2 separate regions of the Oryctolagus cuniculus genome follow, and region 1 is linked to region 2. Evidence: chromatin contacts called from public Micro-C data. All regions are on one chromosome and are shown on one strand. The core of a region is the stretch at or near the end of the contact, and the rest is flanking DNA. Distances in the headings are between cores, read along the strand shown. Region 1 holds the start of HBEGF (heparin binding EGF like growth factor). Region 2 overlaps PFDN1 (prefoldin subunit 1).

What was found. A called contact is a pair of places that touch in the nucleus more often than the background predicts.
Region 1: a contact with region 2 is called in a Micro-C map of ear pinna, with 5 times the contacts expected there. The contact joins the promoter of HBEGF here to the enhancer-like site in region 2. A contact is called at or near these places in 4 of 6 Hi-C or Micro-C datasets (ear pinna, psoas muscle, skin fibroblasts and 1 more).

What each region holds. Positions count from the first base shown.
Region 1 is chr6:28,001,324-28,005,345 of mOryCun1.1, reverse strand. It overlaps HBEGF (heparin binding EGF like growth factor), which reads left to right and starts at 2,230. Exons shown (of 6, transcript XM_008255124.4): 1 at 2,230-2,596; 2 at 2,808-2,981. The coding sequence starts at 2,551.
Region 2 is chr6:27,897,669-27,901,430 of mOryCun1.1, reverse strand. PFDN1 (prefoldin subunit 1) reads left to right here. Exons shown (of 4, transcript XM_002710251.5): 4 at 3,083-3,762. The coding sequence ends at 3,166. Among named protein-coding and RNA genes, the nearest start is that of PFDN1, 65 kb to the left of the region's middle. Within about 2 kb of position 2,235, at least 3 of the 8 cell types and tissues checked have an H3K27ac peak or open chromatin away from gene starts, as enhancers often do. A contact at or near this core is called in ear pinna, where this site is marked.

The sequences.
Region 1 (4,022 bases), core at 981-3,480, 100 kb before region 2:
TCAGTCTCTGCACTGTTTGCCCAGCATGGACATCCAGCATGGTTCCTTCTCATTTCGGCCGCATCTTCCCTGTCATCTGCTGGGAGGAGGCTATGCTCAAACAAGCGTGGAAAGGGACGCGCCACCCCGGGCACCGGGACATTCACGTCACAGCACAACACTGCACTTCAGCTGTCATCCAGCACGTACCACTTGATCCTCACTCACTTCCTTAATGTGTGTGTGTTGCCCCCGACCACCAAGAGCAAGCTCCAGGGCAGCGTGTGCTTGGGTGTTCTGCTCACTGCTGCATCCCTTGTGCTTGAAAAGTGTTCAGCGAATGTTTGTGGAATGCGTGAGTTCATGAGTTTGCCCCAGCATGAACTGTGATTCCTTTTTTTGGTCAAGGTTCCAAGAGGGGAAGTGACTATCCCAAATCCAATTCAGGCCTTATGTCTTTTTTTTTTTTTTCCCCAGGCCCTTCCTGTAAAACCTGGTTAACACAAACCTAACTGGGGTGAGGCTCCCAGGTGTGATGAAAGCTTGGAGTTGCCCCATGAACTGGGCTGAGACTGAGGCTGATGTGGGGGTGAGAAGGTGGAAGGAAAATGCATGCGAAGGGAGAGGCAGGCTGGAACAGGAGAGGAGGGTGTGAACAGCGGGTGGAGGGAGAAAGGGGGGGTGAATTGGCCATGTGTCAGGAAGTGTTTCCGTCCACCCTTCCCTGGGGACAGCCTTGACCCTGTGGCGGCTTTGTTTGGGGGGAGCAGGAGGTCAGACGGCTGCTGAAGGAGAACAAAGGTGTGGCCTGGGTGCTGATCATCCACTGAGGTCCTAGGCCTCATAGTGATCACCAGAGGATGGGCTATGGGCCAACTAGGTGACAGGCGAGCTTCTGTTGGAAATCAACCCAGCTACAGCGTGCAGCCTCAGGCCTGGCCTAGGGTAGGCAAGGAGTCTAGGAGAAGGGAGAGAAAGAGGGGTCCCAGTGGAATGATCAGCGATGACAGTTGGCAGTATGCACAGACTCCTTTATGAACAGCAGGTGGGGGGAGTCCTCCAAAAGCTCTCCACACGTTTATCATCATTGCTATTGTCCCCATTTGAGAAATGTGGAAACCGAGGCTCAGTGACATTCCATATCTTATCCAAGGTCATTGAGGAAGCAGCAAGGGCAGGATGCAAAAGCCAAGTCTGTAGTGATTCCAGTGCACCGGGGAATCCTAGGACGGTGGAGGGTTGCTGGGGCAAGGGAAGAGGGCAGAGCCAGAGTGACCCCTGTAAAGATGGGGGTGGGGGAGGGAGAGTGGGATCGACTGCATATAAATAGCAGGCCTGTTTTTATCCCTACACAGGGCTGAATCAGGCCAGGGCTCCATCTGGCACAAGCTGAGAGCTCCGAATGCCAACCCAGCCCTGTGTCAAACAACTCCCTCCCAGCATGTCCCTGGGAGCTGAAATATCTACTGAGAGAGTCATTTCTTTGGGTCAGGACAAGTGACTCCAGAAAACCCCTGTAAAAATATAAGGGCTGGAAGAGAAACACATCAAAATCCTGGCACCTGTTGAACACAGCAGTCTAGGTTAGCCAGGCCCCGGTCCCAGGGGAACTTTCAAAGGAGTGGGTGGGGGTGGGGATGCAGAAGTATGGGGAAACCGCGAGAAAAAGTTTGAAGCTGGCTTTCCTGAGCCTGCTGCTGTGACCCAGGGAACAGGTGAGGGGAAGCCACTCCAGCTCCGAGAGAATCTTCACACCTCCTTGGGTTTTGCTGGATTGACACCAAGCACCTGCAACTTTGTGGCTCGCCCCAGCTTGACACCTGCTGGCGTTCAGGCACCTAATGTTTAAATGAGAAGCAGATAATTATTTACTATCTGCTGTGTTAGTAGACCCAAAAATGGGCTTCTGAATCTCGGAAGGTGACACGTGTAGAGACCCCTGGTAGAGAGTAAGGACCGCCCAAGGGAGCAGACCCGGAACAAGAGCTCAGCTCAGCAGTCACAAGGCTGCAGAGCGACAGGCTTTTGGGGAAAGGTAGGTATTGATTCCCGCCTCCTGCCGGCCAACAGCCCTACTCACAGTCAGGCCGCGCCGGCCCTGGCCTGGTCCCCAAAAATGTGAGCGCCGCCGCCGCCTCCTCCTCCTTCGCTCCCTGCCTCCGCCGCGCCCGCAGGGTCGGGGGCTGCGCTGCCGGCGCCGCGAGCCGGGCGCGCTTCCCGGCGAGGGAGGGGGAGGGGGCGGCGCCGGGCGGGGCGGAGCCTGGTTGCCTCCCGGAGCCTTATTCCCGGCCGCGCGCCGGGAGCGCTCAGTCTGCCGAGGGAGCTGCGCGCCGCACGCGGGTGCTCGGCCTGACCTAGGTGCAGCGGCTCGGGCGTACGGACGGAGCGAGCGGACAGACGCACAGCAGCCGGTAGCTGCGCGCGGGTCCCCAGCCGGGTGTGCACCCAGAGGTGGGCGGCAGACTGTACCCCGCGAATCTCCTGCGCCCCTTCGCCTGGCTCCCCTGCTGGCCCCTTGGCCGCCGCCTTCAAAGTGATTGCTGCCTCGCCGCCTCCACTCGGTCCGCGACCATGAAGCTGCTGCCGTCGATGGTGCTGAAGCTCTTTCTGGCTGCAGGTGAGACGGCTGCTGACGCCCCCGGAGGTCGGGGTGGGGGAGGGGGGCGCTGTGCTGGGTGCACGGAGGAAGGTCGCTGCAGCGCCCCCGGCGCGGGCCACTTGGTGGGGCCCGTGCGCCCTGGCGGGCTAGCGAGCGGGCGTGGGCGTCGGTGCGTGGTGGCCCTGAGTCTGGGGTAGGGGTCTGATGCAGCCTCGCCCCTTGCTTGCAGTGCTCTCCGCGTTGGTGACTGGTGACAGCTTGGAACGGCTTCGGAGAGGGTTGGCGACTGGAACCAGCAACCCAGACCCTCCCACTGGAGCTACGGACCAGGACCAGCTGCTAACCCCAGGAGGTGGCTTCGGCCCGGAAGTACCGGACTTGGAAGAGGCAGATCTGTACAGAGGTAGGTGTGGAGGCTGCTGTCCTCTGACCGGCTTGGGCTGATCCGAAATTCTCTCTGTGGGTCGAGGGTATGCAAGGAGGACCCCCGAGGAAAGGCTGATCAGCCTGACGGGAGGACTGGGTGTATCCTGGGGTTCAGGTCTCACTCTGTCTTGTCCTTGGGTCTCACCTGCTAGGTGGCTCCCTACCTTGGGACAAACTGAAACAGGCAACTTGTGCTCTGAGGGAAATTGGATGGTGGGAACTAGGAATGGCTGAGCTGCTGTCCCTAGGGTTCCTGTGTGAAATGGGTGCGAGTCCCAATGCCACTTTAAGATAACACCCCTGGAGGTGCCCAGGCACAGGGCCAATGTGCAGTGTGGGTCCCCTCTGCCTAGGTAGGTCCTCCATCCAAGCTGGGAACACAGAAGGCGATGAGGCGCTCTCGGCCCCTGTAGGTGAGGCCAGCACCTCTGGGGGAGGCTATGGGTGATGGGCACGGGGGTCCCTAGGGAGCTGTTGAAATGCTGGGTGTCTGTGAGGGCTACCCGAAGCCTGGAAACTTCTGACTGCTGTGAGTCCCTACAGAAGGGCCACGTGGGGATCCTGCAACCAGCCTGTGTGGCTGTGACTGGGCACAGGCCCAGAGCAGAGTACAGAGCCTGCCAGCTTCCCTGGCCAGCCACCTGCAGTGATTCCGCAGGGTGGAGCAGGGCCCGGGCCTGGAGCCCCGGAATGACCATATTTGGTTGGAAAGCGTCCCACCTGTTCCAGCCCTGCCTGCTCCTCAGCTGCTGACCTCCCTCCCCACCCGGAGCTTCCTTTGCACGCTCTTTCTGCCTTGTAGAAATCGGAGTGTGCCCCCACGCTGGGCCTGGGCTCCCACTCTCACACTGGCGCTCTGGGGTCACCCATGGCTCTGGATTCTCCTGGCCCTCTTCTAGGCTGGGCAGGGCTGGGCTGTGACTCACCTCCCACCCACACGGCTGCTCCTCATACCTCTGCCGACCTGACTCACTGCTCCCTCTCCCCAGGAGAAGCCTGGCTGTCACCCTGCCACTCT
Region 2 (3,762 bases), core at 986-3,485:
CAGGTGGTAATCTCATCTTCATTTATCTATGTCTGTGAAGACCTTTTTCCCAAATAAGTTCACAGTCACAGGGAGCTGGGAGGAATTGGAACATCAGCTTCTCTCTGTCAGGTACAGTGCAGTCTGCAGCAGGTGCCTCAGTCTGGGGTCGATTAGGGCTGAGAGGTGCTTGGGGATAAGACAGAAGCTATGGAAGTCCAGTTAGAAAATGAGTCCCACCATACTAGGAATTCCCATCTGTTATATTTTTTAGACATGTCTGTTTATTAAATTGAAGATTTAAAGGTATTATTTATAGTTTTTATAATATTTTGAAGACCTCAGAATATGCAGTGATGAAATTCATGAAAGTACAAGATAGAAGGAACCGGTATTATGGAATAGCTAACTTTTTTTGGGGAAATATTTATTTATTTATTTATTTGGAAGAGTTAGGGGCGGGATCTTCCATCCACTGGTTTACTCCCCAGATGGCTGCTACAACCAGGGCTGAAGCTGGGAACCAGGAGCTGCTTCCAGGCTCCCATGTGGGTGGCAGGGGCCCAAACACCTAGGCCATCTTCTGCCATGTTTCCCAAGCCATCAACAGGGAGCTGAATTGGAAATAGAGCAGCCAGGACTCGAACTGGCACCCATATGGGATGCTGACGTTGCATGTGGCAGCTTTATCTGCTATGCCACAACACTGGCACCTCTTAAAGCTGAGACTACAACCCGGATTTGGCCAGAGGCCTGGGCAGCAGGGCAGAAGTGCTCTTGCTGATGTTTGGGGTTGCCGGTCTGGCTAGTGTGGCAGCAAGTTGACTGAATCCGGGCGTGGCAGGACTGGGTCCTGAGCACTGGCTATTGCTGGGGAGAACACTGCATACTCCACTGGCCTTGTCCTTAGCTTCCTGTGGGGCTGGAGCCAAGAGGTGCCCAGGTGGTGCACAGCTCTCACTATCTACCTAGCACTTGTGCATTCCTCAGTGGTGTGTCAGGAGTCACTCGTATTTGCCTCTTTTTAACTTGCCACAAGTCAAGTCTAAGGGTTGTTTATCAAAGGAAGCGTAAGTTCCCACTTTGATAGCACAATGATAGGACTATATGAGCCTTAGCAATGTATTTAAAATTGCTTAGCAACAATCTGCATTTGTGGCTGTCATATTGTTGTCATGGTCACTATGAACTTTTATGGAGTTCCTGTGTGTCGTAAGGATTGTGTGTGAGTTGGACAGATGGGAGATGAGAGAGGCAGGGCTTTTTCCACCTTAGGGAATATTTGAACTTGGAGAGGTCAGTCAGGAGTCAGAGGTTCACACAGGAGCAGATTTGTGCATGCCATATTTGGCTCCTGTAGGAAAAAGCTGTTTTTTTTTAAAAAACTCTTCACTTACTTGAAAAGCAGAGTGAATGGGCTATGCAGGTTGCGGAGTGGAGAGATGAATCCAGGTCTTCCTTGCGCTGGCTCACCCCCCCAAATAGCAACATTCAGGGCTGGGTAAGGCTGAAGTCAGTAGCCTGGAATTCCATCTGGGTCTCCCACTCGGGTGCAGGGACCCAAGCACTTGGGCTGTTTGCTGCTGCTTGCCCAGGTGCATTGGCAGGCAACTGGATTGGAAGTGGAGCAACTGGGACTCAAACTGACACTCCAACATGGAATGGCACCGTTGCAAGTGGCATATTTTTTTGTTTTTAAAGATTTGTTTATTTGAGAAGTAGAGTTACCGAGAGACAGAGAGAGAAAGGTCTTCCACCTGCTGGTTCATTCCCCAAATGGCCGCAATGTTTGAGCTGAGCTGATCTGGAGCCAGGAGCTTCTTCCGGGTCTCCCCACCGGGTGCAGGAGCCCAAGTACATGGGCCATCTGCTGCTGCTTTCTCAGACCATTAGCAGAGAGCTGGATTGGAAGAGGAGCAGCTGGGACATGAACTGGCACCCACGTGGGATGCTGGTGCCACAGGTGGAGGTTTAACCTACTACACCACAGTGCTGGCCCCGCAAGTGGCATCTTAACACACTGTGCCACAGCCCCAGCCCCAGCCCCAGCCCCAGCCCGAAGCTTTGAGAGTAGGAGGAGGGAGAGGAATATGTAATGGGATTCCAGAGTTTAAGGGGAAGCCGCAGAAATAGGTGGTTGGGGATCACTTGCCAGGTAGGGTGGTCAGAGCAGACTGTGCTGTTGGGATGGCTCGCCCAACCCCTGCCTCAGCTGTTCCCTGGCACCCCTGGGTCATGTGGGCACTTGAGTGCAGGAGGTGGGAGCAAGAAGTACACTGGGGGCACCTGGGGTGCTTGGGCCCTGCTCCATATTTCTGGCTGCATTGTGTGTACCTGGGAGGGGAAAGTTTATTCTCGAGTAGTTTTCCTCCAAAGGGAGCTTCGTGGCTGACAGCCACAGCTCTCCTCAGGGCAGGGCCAGCGGTGAGGCCACTGTCCTTGTGGGGTGAGCACAGGGCAGATCATGGGCACACAGCATTTCCTTTGACTCATCTGAATCGTGGGCCAGATGTGGCTCCTGAAAGTAGTCAACGTTCTTTGTCTACATTGAGATTTTTAATTTAGGACCCAGATGGGGTAAAAGGAAAACCTCCAGAAGGTCTGTTTTACTCCGTGTGTCACTGTCCTGGATTCCTGGCAGGGAGCAGTTTCATTAGAAAACCAGGTTTGCTCCTGACTCATCTGCCTGTGTGAGACGCGGGATACACTGTCACGGCACTGGGCGGCAGAGTGCGCGGTCTTTGCTGCGGGCGCCTGGCCCAGTCCATGGAAAACCTTGAGAGGAGACAGCGCGTTACAGGGTAGGAGCTTTGTCCTGGAATTTCCTGGCCTTTGTCTGGTGTAACTTCGTGTCCCGAGATGCCTGTTTTTAGAGTCTGCTTCCTTTTGGGGGCACGAAGCCTGTCTTGCAGAGCTCTTCGACTTCCCGTACCAGGCCGTCTCACCCTGCCTGGGGATTGGCGGTGGGGACCTGGCTCCCAGTAGAGCGTGCTCCTGGAAGTCACGGATCACAAAGGAGAAGCCAAACCATTGGACATAAAAGCTGCATCTGCCAGTCAGGCTCATTCACCCGGTCCTAACCCTTGTTGCTTTCTCTTTGCAGCAGAAAAAGTCCTACCTGGAGCGGAGCGTTAAGGAAGCAGAGGACAACATCCGGGAGATGCTGATGGCACGAAGGGCACAGTAGGACCCTCTGAGGGATGCTCCTCCTCCTGACCCTCCCATTCCTGGCAAGGGCTGAGGGGCCCGAGCAGGGAGCAGCCCCCTCTCTGCTCTGACGGACATTTTATCTGCATGGCCTAGCACCCCCACATCTTCTGCATCAGTCTGCACCCCCTTCAGGGTCCTCCCTGTGTCCTTTGTTTATCCTGGCTCTGCCACTCCTGCCCAGGCCCCTCCTCTCTCCTGAGTCCTGAATTCCTGGGAGAGAGAAGAGTGGGCCCACCGCTAAGCACATGGGTCAGCCAATCAAAGGCATCTGTCCCACTCCACTCAGCCTGGGAACAGAGGAGAGGCGGTGGCGGTCTCTGCCTCAGCTGCCTTTCCCTCCACATTGAAGCCTTTTCCTCCTTGGGGAGTGGGTCCCGCCCTCCCCGCTTCCCCTCCTGGACCTGACATACACACACACCCCCTGCACTGGTTCCTCCAGGGCAGCCTGCCTGGAGAGTCCTGTCCTGCTTCCTCCCACACGTGGTAACAAAGCTCCCAGCAAGCAGCAGCTTCCAGGCTGTGCTGTTGGACAATGTCTTAGGGTGGACACGAAATCCTCCAGGCTCACGGGCG